2 separate regions of the Sus scrofa genome follow, and region 1 is linked to region 2. Evidence: chromatin contacts called from public HiChIP or PLAC-seq data. All regions are on one chromosome and are shown on one strand. Each heading gives the region's core, a stretch centred on a gene start, on an enhancer-like site or on the middle of the called end of the contact. The rest is flanking DNA. Distances are from core to core; before and after follow the strand shown.

The links. HiChIP or PLAC-seq counts read pairs in DNA pulled down with a chosen protein or histone mark.
Region 1: a contact with region 2 is called in an H3K27ac HiChIP or PLAC-seq map of alveolar macrophages. The contact joins the promoter of PRKCD here to the promoter of RFT1 in region 2. A contact is called at or near these places in 1 of 47 Hi-C or Micro-C datasets (liver) and 1 of 2 datasets of contacts at active chromatin or transcription factors (alveolar macrophages).

The regions. Positions count from the first base shown.
Region 1 is chr13:35,289,089-35,292,136 of Sscrofa11.1, reverse strand. It overlaps PRKCD (protein kinase C delta type), which reads right to left and starts at 1,302. Exons shown (of 19, transcript XM_021068961.1): 1 at 1,076-1,302.
Region 2 is chr13:35,256,453-35,259,343 of Sscrofa11.1, reverse strand. It overlaps RFT1 (protein RFT1 homolog), which reads left to right and starts at 1,538. Exons shown (of 14, transcript XR_002337566.1): 1 at 1,538-1,652.

The sequences.
Region 1 (3,048 bases), core at 53-2,552, 33 kb before region 2:
CACAAGCAAGTCACACATTTAAAAGGACACACAGGGGCAAATCCCAGACCCAGTGAGGACACACAGGGAAACACACAATACATCCACATGCCCAGATACAGGCAACTCAACACAAGACAGGATCCAGGCATTTAGTGCAGAGGCCAGAGGGGAAAGAAAGGTCGTGTAGTCACACCAAATCCTTCTGACCAGGTTTAAGTGGGGGGTTCAGTGGGCTCTCCCATCCCCGACAAGGGCAAATGGGGGAGTTTGGCAGAGTGGGGCAGTTCTGCCGTGCCCACCTCTTGCCTCTTCACCTCTGCTCTCCTCCACCCCCTCCCCTCTCCTGGCTGGGCCCCCACGGGGGAGGCGTGGGGATTGGAAAGGGGCCACCGGAGGAGGAGGCTCAGAGGGTCGCAGGGGCGGGACGGGAAGGGAGACGGATGGTAGAGACTGAAGCCACTCCCAGCCCGGAGAGAGATGGGGAGAAAGACCTAGAGTCTGAAAGGAGAGAGCAAGAAGGAGGCGCCGCGAGGGCTGGGCCGGGCAGGGTCCCAGGGGCGAGAGGCAAGGCCCGGCGGGCAGCCTGGCCTCACACCCGCGGAAGAAAAAGAAAGGCGACCAGACAGGCATGCGACGGCGAGCGTGGGTTGGAGGCGCCGTTCCAGGAGGATGGGATCTAGGGGGCGACCGGAGGTGGGATGGGGGCGGGGTGATGGAGCGCGAGGAAGGTGAAGGACAGACGGACGGGGAGTAGGGAGAGGAGGACGAGGGAACTTAGGGGTGGGGACGGATGGACGGACAGAAGGCCCCAAAGATTCGGAAGGGACGGGCAGACCCTCGGAGACGCTAGGAACCCAGGCAGGTAGAGAAAGGCCGGGAACAAGACGGACGAGAGCCCCTTGCCCCTACCGCTGGACAGAGGGACAGACGGGCGGACGGGGGCACGGAGGCACCGGCGAGTCTCGATGCGCAGAGGGACTTTCGCCAGCCGCGGCTCAGTTTCGGAAACGGGAACCTGAGCAGGGAGGGAAAGGGAGGGGCTGCGCGCCCTCGGGGCAATCCAATCCCACGTCAGGGCCCGGCCCTCACTCACCTCCGGGCTCAGGGCCAGGCGCCAGGGGTCGCGGTGGCTGGGGTCCGGCTCGCGGCGCGGCTCCGGGGCACGCGCGCGGACCGGGGTCGGTGAGCGCCCGACCGGAACGGGCCCGGCGGCCGGCGAGGTACCACCCAGGCCTCGGCGCGGAGGGCAGACGCCGGGGGTCGCTCAAGGGATCCCGGGGCCGCCGCCTCCCGCTCCCGCGCAGGGCACACGGAAGTGCAAGGGGGCGGGGCGGCGCGACCTCACCCAGGTGCCGGCCCCGGCCCCGGCCCCGCCCCCGATCTGGGCCCGCCCCCACGAGTGCCCGCCCCCCTGAGGCCCCACCTCCACCAGCTGCCCCGTGAGGGTCTCGCGACTAGGCATCTCCTGGCCCGCCGGACAGTGTCTGGGCCGCTCCGCCAGCTCCGGTGCTCCTTGCCCCCGCCCGCCATTAGGGCACGTACCATCCCTCAGAAAGGGCCCCATCTTACAGAGGACGCTGAGGCCCAGGGGCGCGCTCTCCCCACCCTACTCCTCGCACACCGAGTCGGGGAGGCGCCAGCGGGGGTTCCCCAGCTCCCAGCGCCGGCGCCTGGGACTCCCCGCCCGCCAGCTGGCCCGCCTCTCCCAGTCTTGCTCTTTCTCTTCCTGTTGGCTGGAGTTCGGACGCGGCCGGGCTGGGTGCCCGCCGCCAGGCCGGCTAGTCCTGGCCCTGCCCCCGGAGACGAGTGGGAAGACTCCAGGGTGGGAAATTCTAGCTGGTCTACCGCTGCTAGTCAAGCGATTCTGGGAGGAGTCGCTACCAGGCTCCACCAGTATTCCTCTCTCCTGACGCTTCTTTTCAGAGTTCTTCATCACCTGGGGGAGATTCCTTTCCAGACTTAGAACTTGGTTATCTGGCATAACTCATTTATTCATTCATTCACTGGGTATCCTCTGGGCCTCAAGTCTAGGGAAAGAGTAAGGCCCAGGAAGTCTGTTCCCTTGCCCCCAAAGCTCAGAAAACCATCCAGTGACTCCATACTTGAAAGAAATGTCACTTTCCAGAGGCAAAGAAGAAGGTTCCAGGTCCCAGACTTCCTGGGGGACACTGAGAGGTGATGGGGACAGTGTGGACAGCTCTTTCCAGCTAAGACTGAAGGGACGAAAGTGGGGGCAATTCCTGGAGAGACTTGAGCTGATCAAGGGGCCCATGGCTGAGACAGGCCATGGACAAGACTTCAGTCTTCTCAAGGAGCAAGTGCTAGCAGCCATTACAATGGACTGGGCCTCTGGGGGAAAATGGATGGGACAGAGTGGCTATAGGAGAAGAGAGAGGCTGGATAGGGACAGAGGGGTTGCTATGATGTTCTGATGAGAAGACCCTGGGTTGGGGAAGATGGGTGGAGAGAAGGGGCCAGACCAGGTGAGTTACAGGGCTGTGGGAATTGGGAGAGCAGGTGTCCAAGGAGACCTCCAGGGATGGGGAGCCCTGGTAAAAATGTGAATCCTGAAACCATTTTGTGTGTGTGTGTGTGTGTGTGTGTGTGTGTGTGTGTGTGTGTTGGGGGGCAAGGGTGCTAGAAACAGAAAAGCTACATGATTCTTCCCACCCTAGGGAAGGATGGGAAGGGGAGCAGGCTGTTACCCAACATTCCAGAAGGAGGAAGGACCTGGTTTGAAAACTGACCTAAATGCCCAGCCCTGATGCCTGTCCCCTACCTCACTGGGGAAGGCTCGTTCCACCAAGCTGGACCCTACTGGTCACACTGGACCAACATTTGGGAAATAGGTTTTATGCTTTACTCCTTACACTCTGCTTTTTTGTTTGTTTGGTTTTGGTTTTTGGTTTTGTTTTTTTTTTTTTTGTCTTTTCGTCTTTTCTAGGGCCATACCCGTGGCATATGGGGGTTCCCAGGCTAGGGATCTAATCGGAGCTGTAACTGCCAGCCTACAGCACAGCCACAGCAATGCAGGATCCGAGCCACGTCTGCAACCTACACCACAGC
Region 2 (2,891 bases), core at 289-2,788:
AGGTCAGGAAGCATTTACTGGAGTCCTAGGAACTTTCTCTGCCACTGCTACAGATGACAAAGCCAAGTGGGTTTCATTCCTGCCTTCTTAGAGCTCATGGACTGTTTAGACAGAAACATAGTTTAGTCTCTTCACTGCGAAGCAGACTATGCCAAGGGCTATAAAGGGTTACAAAGTGCTTTACAGGTGCTGTCTTAGTTTGCTTAGGCTGCTGTAATAGAATACCATAGACTAGGAGGCTGAAACAACAGGAATTTTTTTCCTGCAGTTCTGAAGGCTGGGAGGTCCAAGATAAAGTGCTGACTGATTTGGGTCTTGGTGAGAGCCCTCTTCCTGGTTTGCAGATAGCTGCCTTCTTGTTGTATCTTTACATGGAAGGGAGAGATTTCATCTCTCTCATCGCTTCTTACAAGGTCACTAATCCCATTCATTAAGGCTCCACTCTTATAACCTAATTATCTCCCAAAGGCCCCACCTCCAATTACTAACACATTGGTGGTAAATAGGGCTTCAACATATGAATTTGGAGAGGACACAAACATTCAATCCATAACAGATGCTACTGTACTCACAAAAGTCAGGACACTGGGGCCTGGGAGTGTAGACAGTGCCCTCAGGGGAAGGCACGGTGGGTATAGATGGCAGCAGAGCAAGGCGAATTAGGGTCTATTTGAGGAACCATAAGGGCTCTAAATGGCTAGAGCCTAGAATGCGTTGTAAAAGGGCAGTGAGAGCATGAAAGGTGGTTGAGAAGGTAGGTTGGGGTCAAATCACCCAAGGCCTAAAAGAGATAGATGGGACTTCCTATGGACTGCAGAGCAGATGATAGGAACATAGACCAACAGCTGATTGTGTTGGGCGCTTTTTTTGAAGCACTTTCCTATCATTCTTCTGCTTTGTCATCACAATTGGTAGCATGCAGGCAAGAGAGGCAAATTTAGGATCAGGGGCCTGGGCTCTCCTCCACCTAGGTACAAGGTGTGTATATATGAACAGGTCACATCTCCAAGTCTCACCTTATCCATCTCTGACAACAGGACCCAATTTTCAGCACTTCAGAAAGAATTACACAAAACCACACATGCGAAAATGCTGTATTTACTTTATGATCCTCAGTTCTTTCGTTGTAAAATTGCAATAATCCTGTCTAGTCTGATTCAGGGGGCTGTGGGTGCAATTTTATAAACAAAGGCCAACCAGCAAGAATCTCATTATGGATGCCAGTGAACAGTTCGCTGCTTTGGTACAGTCAGGGAAGTTAGTGTTTTCTTGGTGGGCTGGGAGCCTCAGGGAAGGGGCTTTGGCTATTTTAGCAGCATTTCTTAGTATGGTCACAGTATTTCACTTATCTTGGCACAGGGAGGTACAGGCACAAAAACCACAGGTTAGCGCAAGCACCAGAGGTGATACGGCGCAACTGCACTGACGCTTCGGAACCCGCCCACTTAAAGGGCCAAAACTTCCCGTGTCCCGCCCCCGCTGTACCCAAACCACCAATCAGCGAGCGAGCTGCTCCGTGTCGCTATCTTCTAGCGACCAAGCCCGCTGGCGGCGGCGTTTCCTGGTGACTGAGCCCCAGCGCGGAGGATATGAGCAGCCGGGAGGTCCTGGGCCAGGCGGCCCGTCTGGCCTCCTCCGGTCTGCTCCTGCAGGTACTCCGCCTGGCCGGCCCCAGCCCTTCCCGCAGCCGGGATTCAGGGAGGCGGCCCTCCGGCTCTTGAGAGCCCACGCCGGGGCAGATTCAGCCCCGACAACCTCTCCGCTACTACAGAGGGGTTCGGCGGGAGGCGGTGGCCGCTACTGCAGAGAGGGCACACCTGGGCCCAGAACTGGGAGCCTGGGTTCAGAATCCTGGCTGGGAGACTCTAAACAAGCCACTTTACTTTTGAGCATTATGTTTCCCATATAATGGGAATGGGGGAGGGTTAGATTAGGTGGCAGGGGTGTTCTAGAATCTGATACTTTTTAAGGCAATGGGTTTATTTTCTCCATGTCCCACTCTTACCCTGAAACACTTTTTCAAACTCTCTGAATCCCACTGAGTTCTGAGAGACAATATGATGTAGCTAAGAACAGGGACCTCGGCTCAAACAGGCCCGAATTGGAATCTTGGTTCTGCCTCAGTGATTGTTGCATGGCCCAGAACAAGCGACTTCACCTGCTAAGCCTCAGCTCCTCCCTCAGAAAACGGGGGTAATAATATTATCTAGCTCATAAAGTTGCTGTGAGGCTGGGTTGGGGTTATTTGGATAATTGCATTTGACACAGTAGTATGCTCAGGCACTTAGTACATGTTGGCTGCATCTTCCTTCTGGCAATGTGACCTTGGCCAAGTCACTTCCCCTCAGCCCTAATTTTCATCATCTGTTAGATATGGTACATGCCAGGTAGTCCAAATGGTATCATAGAAATTCTTTTAACCCTAAAACTAGGTTATTCTGAATCAAACTAAGGTGCAATTTCTCTGTCTCGTTCTTTTTTTTTTTTTTTTTTTTTTTTTTTCTTGTCTTTTTGCTATTTCTTGGGCCGCTCCCAACGGCATATGGAGGTTCCCAGGCTAGGGGTCAAATCAGAGCTGTAGCTGCCAGCCTACGCCAGAGCCACAGCAACGCGGGATCCGAGCCACATCTTCGACCTACACCATAGCTCACAGGCGACGCCAGATCCTTAAGCCATTGAGCAAGGCCAGGGATCGAACCCGCAACCTCATGGTTCCTAGTCAGATTTGTTAACCAATGCGCCACGATGGGAACTCCCCTCTGTCTCATTCTTGAGCCATTCAGCCTTTCTTCACAAAGGTCCTGAATCCATCCTCTCCCTTAGGCAGCATTTCACATAGAGGTTTGGAGAAAGAACCAGGCAGACTGGGACTCAAGTTTGGGCCTTGTCAT